Linked DNA regions of Mus musculus: all the other regions are linked to region 3. Evidence: chromatin contacts called from public promoter capture Hi-C data. All regions are on one chromosome and are shown on one strand. Each heading gives the region's core, a stretch centred on a gene start, on an enhancer-like site or on the middle of the called end of the contact. The rest is flanking DNA. Distances are from core to core; before and after follow the strand shown. Region 1 has its middle 15 kb from the start of Adam24. Region 2 holds the start of Mtmr7 (myotubularin related protein 7). Region 3 holds the start of Fgl1 (fibrinogen-like protein 1).

Evidence for each region. Promoter capture Hi-C pulls out the DNA fragments that hold promoters and counts their contacts.
Region 1: a contact with region 3 is called in a promoter capture Hi-C map of liver, with 2.3 times the contacts expected there. The contact joins the enhancer-like site here to the promoter of Fgl1 in region 3. A contact is called at or near these places in 7 of 39 promoter capture datasets (the 3T3-L1 cell line, embryonic stem cells, hematopoietic stem and progenitor cells and 3 more), 2 of 484 Hi-C or Micro-C datasets (both in liver) and 1 of 115 datasets of contacts at active chromatin or transcription factors (embryonic stem cells).
Region 2: a contact with region 3 is called in a promoter capture Hi-C map of liver. The contact joins the promoter of Mtmr7 here to the promoter of Fgl1 in region 3. A contact is called at or near these places in 6 of 39 promoter capture datasets (cranial neural crest, embryonic stem cells, hippocampal neurons and 2 more).

Annotation. Positions count from the first base shown.
Region 1 is chr8:40,657,974-40,662,448 of GRCm38.p6, reverse strand. No RefSeq gene overlaps it. Among named protein-coding and RNA genes, the nearest start is that of Adam24, 15 kb to the left of the region's middle. Within about 2 kb of position 3,153, at least 8 of the 459 cell types and tissues checked have an H3K27ac peak or open chromatin away from gene starts, as enhancers often do. A contact at or near this core is called in liver, where this site is marked.
Region 2 is chr8:40,633,538-40,637,653 of GRCm38.p6, reverse strand. It overlaps Mtmr7 (myotubularin related protein 7), which reads left to right and starts at 2,862. Exons shown (of 14, transcript NM_001040699.1): 1 at 2,862-2,956. The coding sequence starts at 2,933.
Region 3 is chr8:41,213,612-41,218,115 of GRCm38.p6, reverse strand. It overlaps Fgl1 (fibrinogen-like protein 1), which reads left to right and starts at 2,960. Exons shown (of 8, transcript NM_145594.2): 1 at 2,960-3,030.

The DNA.
Region 1 (4,475 bases), core at 1,904-4,403, 560 kb after region 3:
AAGCGCCCCCTGCACTTTGAATGTTTTTCAAGCAGGCTCTTCTGGTTCACAGTATTATGACTTAAAGTAAGATCTGGAGCAGATAGATGCTTCAGATTTCCTCAGCCAGAGAGAATACACCAAGCTGAAAGGTTGCCCAGAACCATCCAGAGACTGCCCCATCCGGGGATCCATCCCATAAACAACCACCAAACCCAGACACTATTGCATATGCCAGGAAGATTTTGCTGACAGGACCCTGACATAGCTATCTCTTGTGAGTCTATACCAGTGCCTGGCAAATACAGAAGTGGATGCTCACAATCATCTACTGGATGAAACACAGGGCTCCCAATGGAGGAGCTAGAGAAAGTACCCAAGGAGCTAAAGGGATCTGCAACCCTATAGGAGGAACAATAATATGAACTAACCAGTGCCCCCAGAGCTTGTGTCTCTAGCTGCATATGTATCAGAAGATGGCCTAGTCGGCCATCACTGGAAAGAGAGGCCCCTTGGTCTTGTGGAGATCATATGCCCCAGTACAGGGGAACGCCAGGGCCAGGAAGCAGGAGTGGGTGGGTTGGGGAGCAGGGCAGGGGGAGGGTATAGGGAACTTTCAAGATAGCATTTGAAATGTAAATGAAGAAAATATCTATTAAAAAAGAAAGAAGGAAAGAAAGAAAGAGAGAGAGAGAGAGAAAGAAAGAAAGAAAGAAAGAAAGAAAGAAAGAAAGAAAGAAAGAAAGAAAGAAAGAAAGAAAGAAAGAGAAAGATTGCCCAGAGCTTAGTCATTCCTTAGGTCAATATTTCCCAAGCATCAGAGGATAAGAATCCATGAGGCACCGGCTTAAAGTGTGAATTCCCCATCTGTGTCTTTGGAGACTCTGATTTAATCATCTGGGGGAGTCATCAGGGGTTTCCTGTTTATTGGGCTCCCAGGTTATTATCATTAGGGAATTGTGGAGCTTCTTGAGTTAAAGTGGAAATTCACAAGTTGTCCTTCATGAATCACCTCGTATAAACCAAGGTTCTGTATGCCATCCTCTGCTTAGCCACTCTGGTGTGTGGCTGTGCTGAAATCCCACCATTCCTGAGAGCTAGAAAAGAATCACTGGCAAAACATGTCAGGGGTGGGGAGAAGCAGGTTGTTCTATCCACGAGTGCCTTTTTCTACGTGACACCTCCAAGCCCTATTACACACACACAGCTTTAGTGTTTGGCTCTGGACAGAAGGGCCTAGAATGCCACTTAGCTGTACAGTCTCCTGGGCTTTCCACACAGACATGTTAGAGTGGGGGCTGCAGATTAGCTGTATCTTATTTATTTTATTATTGTTTGCGGTGGCGTTTCTATCCAGGACCTTATGCATGTGAGGTAAGACTTCTACCAGTGAGCTGCATCCCTAACCCTACGCCCATCATATTTTTAGACCATTCCCCTGACTCTGTCTCATGCGGCAGCCAGAGGACCACCCCAGCTTATACCCAATCCTGTTAGCTGTAGTTCCTTTCATTAGTGTGACTCTGTCGTGTGCTCACTCCTTTGCTCAGCTTTGAGGACTGACATCAAAAGCTGTAGGTGGTCCAGAACAGAAATTAGGAGAGCTAGGATATTAATTAGTACCTTAACAGTCCAACTGGAAAAACCGAAGCCCAGAGTTCTTCTGTCCCTTGGGTCCACCAAGTCCTAATATCTTTGTCCCTGGTGTCTATTTATAAAGAAGCACTGAACATCGTGGCTGTAACTGTTATCATTGGAGCCCTGCTACCCAGCTCCAACTGAACCTGGGATGTCTCTTTCTCATTTTTCATACTTTGGGGACTATTATTTCTCACATCCTGGTTTTACTGCAACTCAAAGTTTGTCTTCATTCTCTGTAAAAGTCTTTAAGGTCTCTAAACCCACAGGAATGTTTTGTCCTCTACGTACTACACAGATTTCCAGGTATTGATTCTTTGTAGCCTCTATCTCATCACAGGTTGGCCACTATCCACCTGGAGTGCCCTCAGGGCATACTGGCTTCTTTCTGTGGAGCAAACAAACACACTCTTGATCTCCGATGCTGATGAAGAGCCACGCGGGATGCGGAGGTTCGGACTTTGCAGAGCAGACTTGTTTTCATCTTTTTCTTTTTCTCTTTCTTTTTTTTAATTTACCCTTTTATTCAGGTCTCTCAGTTAGCTGTTGCTGGACTCTTCTTAGCCTAAAACATTTCACAAGGTAGACTCTGAGAACCTGCAGGAAAGAGACAGAGGAAAAAGTAGCAAAATTGAGATACATTACAAAACTTACCAAACTTCAGATTCTTCCATTGGGATTAAACTCTATTTTCTTTCGACTTTCTTGTGAGAATCCTTAATGTTAGGATTCTTCTTTGAGTTTATATCTGAAATCCCTCCAGCCCTTCACCCCCCAACCTCCTCACTATCCACCCCTGTTACCCTCCCCTTCCCGCCTTGATTTTTGCTTCCTCGAACAGGGAATGGCGAGACAGGTTTTTAAGTCCATCCACTACAACAAACATCAAGGGATGACTTTCTGTTCTTTTTTTTTTTGATTCCTTCTTCATAGGACTGGCTGATTGATGTCTCCGCTTATGGATCCACCTCTCCCGTAGAACATTTCACTCGCTAAAGGGATTAGATTTTTATTCTTATAATAAAAGTCAAAATAGCACAGTGGGAGTTTCTTCAATAATTTAAAATAGTTTTCAAGGTGCAAAAGAACCATAGTTTGGGGGTTCTCTGGTGAAGAGAGAAAAACCACCAATGAACCTAGAAAAATAATCGTGTTATCATTGGATAAGATCAGAGGATTGTTATTAGCTCCTAATAATTAGAAAATAATTATTATGACAAGAAAAGGCTGCACACCATTGAATGTTACCGACAAGATGTACAATCTTCCATAACACAAAATAAAAGTTTTATCTTGTAAAAGCAATGTCCTTTCCACTAGAATCTTCCCCCAGAAAACTAGGTGGTTAGCCATGCTGGCTTTCCACACATCTCAATTGGAATTGAATAATCACTGTTGACTTAAAGTGTCAAACAACTTGTGACACAGGTATCCCGAAAAGCTTTGTCACTTGACGCACTTTCAGTTGGCCTTGGCTGTGGAGATCAATGAAGGAAAACAAACTCTAAAGTGACTGTTCACTTGGAACAGAGTCACCTGACCGTCAACAGGCAAGGTTATACACACAGTAAAGGTGATCAGCTCCCTCAACGGTAGTAACGTCAGTGTAGGGGGAATTCCGTGGAGGGAGAGGACATTTAGGCTGCAGTGTGTCACCATCGTCAGAGAAAGGGGATTGACTTACACAGTTTGTCAGGTGCCATCCTGCTTCATAGCACAGTTTGCATCCCATGTGTCTTGCCTCACTTGGTATTTCTGCTTACCCAGAAAACTCATCATGAAAAGAAAGCTTACCTCTTAATCACAGCCTAAGGGGGTGCCCCCTTCTAACCCAGACGCCACGGGAAACATTGCAGTGTTGCCTGGCATTGCAACCCTTTGGGTTAAGGAAAAGGAGCACTAGGAAGCTGTGAACCCAGGCAATCTGGAGAGGGAACCCGGCTCTTGGTACTCATGTTATGCCTTGGGCTGCATCTTGAAGAGAAAGTGAATCCAGGGCTCTAACATTGTCTTTATAAACTAACATACAGGAGGCGAAAGAAAGCTTTGGGAAGTTACCCTGGTTGGTTTACAGAGAAAGGTGGGGATCAATGAGAATGTTTTAGAGCATTTTCCCAGTGTGGGTGGTAGGATTGTTTTTGTTTTGTTTTGCATCTTAAGTGTTAGGGCATCTCAAATCTTGGAGGATGGAGAGAATAATATAATGGTGCATCCATGTGTCATGTGTTCTGGCTCAGATAGGACTCAAAGTTTGTAATAGACTCACAAATGCCTGGAACGCACCAAACTGATCAGATGAGGTCGCAGAAAAGGGTCTCCACAGACTGTAGAGATGACTCAGTGGTTAAGAGCACATGCTGCTCTTGGGGAAGACCCAAGTTTAGTTCCTAGCACCTATGTTGAGCAACTCACAACCCCCTATCACTCTGGCACCAGGGAATCTAAGACCATCTTCTGTCCTCCATGGATAATGTAGTTAAGTGAATATATACACAGTTAAACATAAAAACAAAAAGATCTGAGATTTTTCAGTTACTTTCTGCTAATCCAAAGAGATATATATTCATAGATATGTATATGCATATATATACGTGTGTATGTGTGTGTGTGTGTGTGTGTGTGTGTGTCTTCTCCTGGCATGTCTAGGCTTCAACATACATATGAAATAGCATGGGTCGGAATGTCTCAGATGTGCCATGAAAAAGCATGCTTTTTGTATTATTATTACTGTACTATTTTATATGTATGAGTGTTTTGCCTGCATGTATGTCTGTGCATCATGTATGTGCCTACTACCCACAAAGGCCAGAAGAGAGTGTCAGATTCTTGGACATCTGTGGGACAGACTCCCAAGTGGG
Region 2 (4,116 bases), core at 1,613-4,112, 580 kb after region 3:
TGGCTGCCCTAATGTTTCTTTTCTGGTTTCTGGAAAAAAAAGGCAGAGCTGTCTACAATCCACTTAGTGGGCTTCCCCCCCACCCCACCTTCTACATCTTTGGTATAGGACAAGTCAAAGAAGCCATGATATTTCATACTTCATTTAAACTGTAAGGTTGGGGATGCCATTTTTTTCCCTATAAGACAAAACCCCAGATGCATCTCTGACTTTCTCATATTTGTGCCTAATAACATTTTCTATCAGAGGCTGGACTGTTCTACATGTTGCACGGACCATTAGGGTCTAATAGTGCTGACTCGGGTTTTATCAAATGTGCAATCATTAGCCACACTGGTCCCCATGGAAACGCTTTTTGGCATCATTGCCTGATCAGAAATTTGACTTGTCTCGGAAGAGATCTAAACTATTCCAGAAAGACTTATAAATGTGCGGCACATTTCCAGATTCCTTTAGGCCAGTGAAGTTCACAGGCTGTTAGAGGAAGCTCCCAGTTTATATCAAGCTTTTATTTGAGAACGCCTCCAGCAACATAAAACTTTAAGAAGTGAGTTTCTGATCCTTGGTAATAGCATAAAAAATTCAAGGTACAACTCACCCTTTGGGGGTTTCCTTAGGCATTTCCCCATATTTTGTGAGCATCCGAGTTGGTTTCCCCACACTTGCTTGGTGTTAGCTGTATCACACTTATAACGTAGTAGTCTCATCTACATCAATCTTTTGGCATCGGCTGTGATACTCTGAGTACGGATTGCTTAAATATTGACAGCGTCTCTTTGGTAAGTGATTGCTCAGCCTTATCACCGGGATGAATTTAGACATCCCATGAATATAGACATATTGATACAAGGCATTTTAATAATGTATGTTCTCCCCTCACATTACTACTCTAAGATGCCTTCTACAAAACAAAACCAAAAACCTTCAGTGTCTTCCACTCTACCGGCTGTTGAGTAGTGAAAACAGAGAGCCTGGGGGATATATAGTAGTGTTATGAGTACGAGAGACTTCACCGGGTTACTGAGGACTAGACCTTATCACTGAATAACTTCTGTAACTGTGGGGTTAAAGGACAAGCTGAGAAAAAATCCTTAGGGAGTTATTAGATTAAGCCAAACTGCAGTTAGTAGAAACTTGTTTCTCTTTTATTATAATATTTCCATCATATTCTGTTAACTTATCCTAATAATTGGCTTATAATAGATTAATTTAACCTAGTGCTTATTTTACGAGTCTTTAAATAAGTACCATGATTTTTGAATCATCAACACTTTAGACTAATCTTGAATTGTTCAGACATCTCTCTTTACCTATGTATAGATGTTTTCAAATCTGTACTATAATATTTGTGTGTAAAAATTGCTGATCCAGTACACTATTTATCAGCCTACCAGAAGACAGAATACTGAAAACACATTATTCCAGGATGTCTGTCTGATTCAGAATATTCCCTCCAAACAGATGTAAGCTCATTATATCATAAAATTTAATTTGGAGATGAGGTCATATAGACAGGAAATGATGTTTTCAGTCTATAAATAAGGATACTGGAGCTGGTTTGAATCGAGACCAGAAAGTACTACTGACTAAAGCGGGACTTTCTTTGACTACCCCTGATGTTCTTTACAAAAGGGAAAATTACACTTTGACTTATTCTTGTCATTTACAAGTGATGTTTTATAGCTTGTTCCAATCTACCCTCTCGGGTGGTAGGAGTATGAATATGGTCCAAAACGTGCAAAGGGGATGTGACAATTTTAAAATGAATTCGACATTAATGAAAACATATTTTGAAGGTTGCAATATGCCGGTATTGAACAGGAGATTAAAAAAAAAAACAAAATCAAAAACAATGTGTAAGGTCAAAGAATTTACAACAATGTCATAAACAAGGGCCAGGAAAACAACGAAACAAATACTACTCCAAGAACTGTTCTATGAAACTTCAGTATGGCAGAGGGTGTTTTTAGTCTCTGGATTCCCTTGGTGCCTTAAAGGGACCTCATAGTGGATACTTTGTGTCTCTAGCTGTCGTTTAGTTACAGCTAGGAAAAGACAGCCGATATGTACCTAACACAGGATCTGGGGTTTTCACATCTCTATCAAGATTCCATCAGTGAAGTCACATGGTTATGTGAGATGTCTGACTTGACAGCAACCTTAGTACTAGGGCACAAACAACATTGGTATTACTCTCACTTTCACCCCAAAGACTCTGCTGACTGAGCCTGTGCCAGAATACATCCAGAACCCAGTAGACTATGCATACTGCATCAGGGTGCAGTCATTTTTTCCCCCTACCACATTCTGAAGTTCCACCTATCTTCGGATGCTCTGGAAGGCAGCCAATGAGGGTATAAAGCTTCACAGATTCATTCGCATCTCTCCAAGAAACCACACCCAACACAAGGCCCTCTTTGTGCCTTAGGAAACAGTGGTGCCACAGTATTACCGTTTTATGCTGCCTGACTCTCTTTGGGTTTTGATTTTTCTTTTTTTAAAAAAAGAAAATATGGGGGGTATCTTTATGTCTCTTTTACTGTTCCAAGCTGCTGGACCCAAATGATCTTCCTGCCTCAGCCTCCTGAGTGGCTGGGATTACAGGCAAGCGCCACCGCAGCCAGCTTGAAGATCCCCATCTGGAAAAATACCTAGTGACTTGGGCAGTGAGAGCCTCCACCAGAGAGAGGGAGCGGAAAGGAGAGCAAAGTCCAAGGGTGAGACCCGCAGGTGCGAGCAGGCGCAGAGCCGCGATCTCAGGCCCGCGCAGGCGCCCAGCACCACCGGCGCACCTGGAGGAGGAGCCAAGGCCGGGACCCGCCCACGCCCGCGGCCGCCGAAGCCCCCTCCCCGCCCTTCCCATTGCGCCGCACGCGCGCGCGCAGGTGCGTGAGGCCGCGCCCGCCGGGGACCCTGCAGACGCGGGCCCGCCATGGAGCACATCCGCACGCCCAAGGTTGGTGGCCCGGGCGGAGGAGGCAGAGAAGGAGGAGGGATGCTAAGCGCACGGGGCTGCCCGGCCGGGAGCTGGACCGCGAACGAGGGAGGAGCTGGCGGCGCCCTAGCATCTCCCAGAGCACTGCGAGGCCGGTCTTTCTCTTGCTAGCTCACAGGCCTAGCTGGCGCTAATCTCTTGTCCTTGGGGGTGAGGTGGTGCGCAGTGGACGCAGGGGTGGGCAGGAGGGAATGGACCCCATTTGTCTGTTGAGTAACAGGGTGCTGATAAACGGTTTTTCTTTAAATATTTTCATTTAAAGAAGGTGCTGGTAGCTCTGAGCAGTTGAAAAGGAAGCAAGCTCTTGAATAGCAGGTGCAAAGAAAGTGCGTTATAGACAGATGGTTTGAATGAACTTGGAAGCTTGTTGAAGCTAAGGATTGGACTCACCCGAAGCATCCTTTCCCATTTTGGAGCTGCTAGGGACCTGCAGCTGAGCCTAGGATACATATTTGCCATGACTGAATGATGGCGTATTCTTCTCTTTCCCGTTTGTTTGGCCCCTTGGGAAGAAGATGCTGCGTATAGATTTCACCCGTGAGTGTGTGTTAAAACACACCGGCGTTTGCCGCTCAACAGAAATGATTATTTCCAGATTATACAGTTAATTAAGACTGGAAGCCTTAGCCATAGTACCAAACCTTGCCACTCTTTGTTGCAATATAATTTAGAATTAAAATAATGATAGAGATTCTTGTCTGATTTTAAAAACCTCTGGGAAGGAAGACCTTTTTAAAAATCCCGTTGTTTCTCTCTTAGTTACCACCACACAGTCTTTTCAGAATCATCTTATATTTAAAATCTAGGTCCCAGACAGACTTGGACTAAAATTATATCCGAGTGCACAGAAGTCATGTGATCCCAGGGCTATTATCATTTCATGGGAACGTATATTTAATTACTTTGCTCCTTATCCAGCAAGAATTTATCCCTACATTCAGAGATGGTTGCCCATACCTCTTAGTAAAAGCCTCATTAATATTGTGTTCATGGAAGAATTAGTCTTCTAGCCTGCTGGAGACCGTCAGTTCCAGCGGTGAGTTTCAGTTGTGTTGACGTTGCCCCATGGAATGAAACTGTTACTTTACAATCAGGAAGTTGTAAACTTAGGAGACAGTGCC
Region 3 (4,504 bases), core at 1,711-4,210:
AGAGAGTGTCTGCTAGGAACCTGCCCTGAGTTGGTTCTGATTGGTAAATAAAGACGCCAATAGCCAATAGCTGGGCAGGGCAGACAGAAGTGGGAAGGATTTGAGGAATCCTCGACTTGGGATTTGGAGGAGAGGAAAGAAGGAGGTCCTACGTTGGGAGAGTGTGGAGGAGAGGAGAGACACCATGCCTGAGATTAGTGCAGGACAGAGAGGCATAGCCGCGAGGTGAAAAAGCCAGGAGAGCACGGCCCAGAGGGCTGCCCAGCTGGGTCCAGGGCAGCCAAGATAGAACACAGAATTTAGTAAGTAGTAACTCGGAATTATTGGCGGGAGGTAGTGGAAGTTAGACAGTCTGGCCTACCTTTTGAGCTGACTAAGGTACATTAAAATATAAAGGCTGTGTGTGCCTTTCATTTGGGAACCTAGACTATTGGGGCGGGTAGCGAACTTGCTGCTAGGGTTTTCATAAAATTTATTTCAACAATTCTGATCATTTAAAAATTATTATTAATTAATTTATTTATTTTACATACCGATCCCAGCTTCCCCTCCCCCTTCTCCTTCCAGTCCCTCTCTTCCCCCTCCACTCTCCTTCCTCCATCTCCCCTATCTTTGTCCAGAGTTCCCAGGAACTTATAAGGATGGCCCTAGCAAAAACTCCTAGAAATTGGAGATAAGGAATCTGAAATGGCTACCTCTAGTAACCAGGCAAGACTTCCAATGGAGGGAGGGGGACACCAACTCACCCACAAAACCTTTGACCCATAATTTGTCCTGCCTATAAGATGTATAGAGATACAGATGGGGCCGAAGTTGAGGAAATGCCCATCTATTGGCTGGCCCAACTTGTGACTAATGCCACAGTAGAGAGCCCACCTCTTATCTTTATGACCGTTCCTCTATACTATTCTGCACCCCCACCCCAAAATCAAATCCCTACAAATGGCATTTTGGGGCATGCCTCCACAGCACATCGACCAAACATTTTGTTCTTACTGTCTTGTTAGCTTTTCCTGAGTTTCTTTTAGGACAGTGCTTTTGAACCAAGTCTTTGACAGCATAACCTAGTTTTCATTGTGAGGATCACAAATTCAGAGCCAGATTGCCTTTGAGTTCTGGCTCCATCTCTTGCTAGCTGTGTGACCTTGGGCAAGTTGCTTAAACTTCTGTGCCCATTTCCCCACTGAAAAGGAGACAGCTGATAGCTGAGTAGGGTGTTGGGGGCTGAGTCAATGCAGCTCTAACAGCTTTGGCAGCGGGTGTATAGCCCATGGGTAAAGCAGATTCTCATTATGTGCTACACCATAGGTTTAAAACTCAGCATCACCGAAAGGCAAAGGAAACCCTGTTCTTACTATTTGGCTTGTAGAACTTGTAGCGAATGCGGCAGTTCTTGTTGTTAGTTACTATTGTGTCCTCTGCAGACGCCTGTGACAGTAGAGCTTGTCAATTTTTTTTTTTTTTTGAGTGTGGAGAAAGCAATAAAGATACAAGAAAGATACATTCAAAATACTAACCTCACCACAGTGGTCATTGTCACATTAGCTTTAAAATTCCACGCTTTCCTTTTAATATCAGCGGTTTGAATTCTCTACTATTTCAAATGCCATAACTTCATCCCTCCTGTGTGTGTAGATCACTTCAGCCTAAATGTCATTGCCTTATTATTGTTAATTTTTTAAGCCATTGGGACTAACTTTTCTATAAGAACTTCCAAATTTTCTAAGTCAATCGTCAGAAAGTGTTTAATGGGAAGGTCAAATACAGGCAAAGCTCTCTGCTCAGTGACTCACCTAGGACAGAAGGGAAACACTCTACTTTTTACCGGAATCTGAGTTAAGAAATAGGGGCAACAGAACAGATGGCAAACAACTGCTTGCGTTACATCAAAATCGACGAGAAGCGATCACCTGGTTTCCAGTCTGAGATGGTTACACAAGATTAGTGGAACTGAAAAAGTTACCTTTTACACAATAAAAGCGGCTCCAGAGGCTTTAAAAGCAAAAAGAACAGCTAGTAAGAGCATGGCTAATGCTTACAGGAAGGGGCACAATCTTACATATCAGAGAACGCTGTTACTAATGGACAGTCCCAGATTCATGCACACATGTGCTGCCCTGATGGGAATTTAGGGTGGTATCAAAAAAAAAAAAAAAAAAGGTGAAGTTGGGAAGACGACATGGGGAAACTTGGAGGAGAATGGGATGTGGATATGGTCATATTTCATGTTTTCATATCTGAAGTTCTCAAGAATAAAGAAAAATCATAATAAAAAAGGATCAAGTAAACTGATGGGTCCATTGCGTCCGTTATAAGCTTGTGGTGGTGGTGTTTTCATACCTAAGAAAAACGCAGCCTCTGTCCCTGTCTTAGTTGAAATGATACTTTAGTTTCCTCCTTTGCAGCTGGCAGTTTCTTAACTTTACTATCTATCTGTAAGGCAAAGTTTCAGATGGCTTTGACTTTTAGGATGAAGTATAAAATTCTCTGGATGAACACAACTATAAAAGGCTGACATAAAGATATGTAATCCAATAAAATGTCCTGCACGGAGGAGAAATTGAGAATATAAGAGTATTGGGGCCAGTGGTGGTGGCACACCCCTTTAATCCCAGCACTTGGGAGGCAGAGGCAGGCAGATTTCTGAGTTCGAGGCCAGCCTGGACTACAAAGTGAGTTCCAGGACAGCCAGGGCTACACAGAGAAACCCTGTCTCAAAAAACAAAACAAAACAAAACAAAACAAGACAAAAAAAAAAAGTATTGGAGCTTGCCCTCCAGTTGTTTTTTTTTGTTTTTGGTTTTTTGGTTTTTTTTGGTTTTTTTTGTTTGTTTGTTTTTTGTTTTTTATTCCTTCCAGTAAAACTGATTTCCTCATGTTGTTTCTGGATTAGAGCCAGAGTCAACTTTGCCTGCCTCTAATCAAATAATGGGGAAAACCGTTTGTAATTCTGACTTCAGTTAGAAGTTCCTGGGAGGCTCTGTGTGGATGGACTGAGCCTAGCTAAGTCCTGATTCATTTTGACTTGAGGTAAGTTATTATCTGTACTGCTGACTGGACTGTAATAATGGTGACTCTTTCATGACAGCGAATGGCAGACACCAGGACTCAGAAAGTAGCCTTTGGCTTTCGAAAGAGATTGAGATGACTGACAATAAAGCAGAGTTGCTTGCAACTTGGAGGAGAGATTTAGAATTTAATTAGTTTCTAGTCTCCTTGTATTTCAAATGAGTTAGATGGGGATTCACAGTAGAACTTTCCATTTCAGCCTACAGAATTAAAAACAGAGTAGGGTAAGACTGGCCAAGGTGAAATATGGCAAGACATATCTCAGGGTTGTTTGCAGGGAAATAGACATAGAGGCTAGATACCTGCCCAGCTCTAGTGCTTTTAAGACTTATTATAAATGTAAAATATATTTAAAATATAAATAATTATGAATATATATTATCTGGGAACTGAATGAATGATCAAAGGCAGGGTAGAAATCCCTGATGGAGATTATAAAATCAATACAACATTCTCCGATTGGACACAGCTGCACTGACAATCTAGTCTTCATTATTCATGTTAGTAAACCATCCTTATTTGGTACATCTAGTTTATATAACATCATCCTGATCCTTATCATTCACTATGCCTAGTTGTATTTCTTTTATAGTATTTTTGCTTTAGGTATTTTGAATTAGAAATCATTATATTTTCAAATTATTATAAAGGTATGCATTGAAATTACCTTCAAATATCTGCTCTCAGACAGGCTTTCTTATTTGATATAAATCATTTTAAGAAGGTGGGGGTGCAGTTCAGTGGTAGAATGTGACTCTCGTGGGTAGGACTCTTGTCAGTGTACTACTAGGTTTTCATTATCCATTCATCATAGTTGGATATTGGGGCCACTTCCATTTCCTGGCTACCATGAATAGAACAGCAATGACCGTGGTGTACTCATACCGTAACAGCAAACTATAGTCTTTGGGGTATCTGATCCAGAGTGATTCAGCTGGATCTCATGGTAGATCTACTTCTAGCTCTTTGAGGAACCTTTACATAGTGGCTGGACCAGTTATACTCCTACCTGTAACCATACTTTTTGGCTACTTTATTAGGTTCTTTTACCTACCACTCTTCTCTACCCCAACCCCTTCCAACCGCCCAATCCCGGGTAGGCAAAAAAGAAGGCTAGAGGGGAAAGGAGAACAGGTCTCTTTAGACTACTTCCTGATGAGTAGTGGCATCAAGTTCCTTGGAGGAAAACCAATCTTCCATCATCAGGATATCTACAACTAGAAACAGGCAGTCATCCAGCCAACAAGAAAGACGGGCAAACAGCAGCAGCAGAGACCAGTAGCTGCCGCAGCCTCTTGGAGCTAGGGCATTTTTCTAGCCTCGCAAGAGTTCCTGGAATTCCAAACATAAAATATCTTCAGCTGGCAGTATCACACCCATGCCAGACCACAAGACGAATCATAGTTAGCTGCTGTGGACAATCTGAAGCATCCCA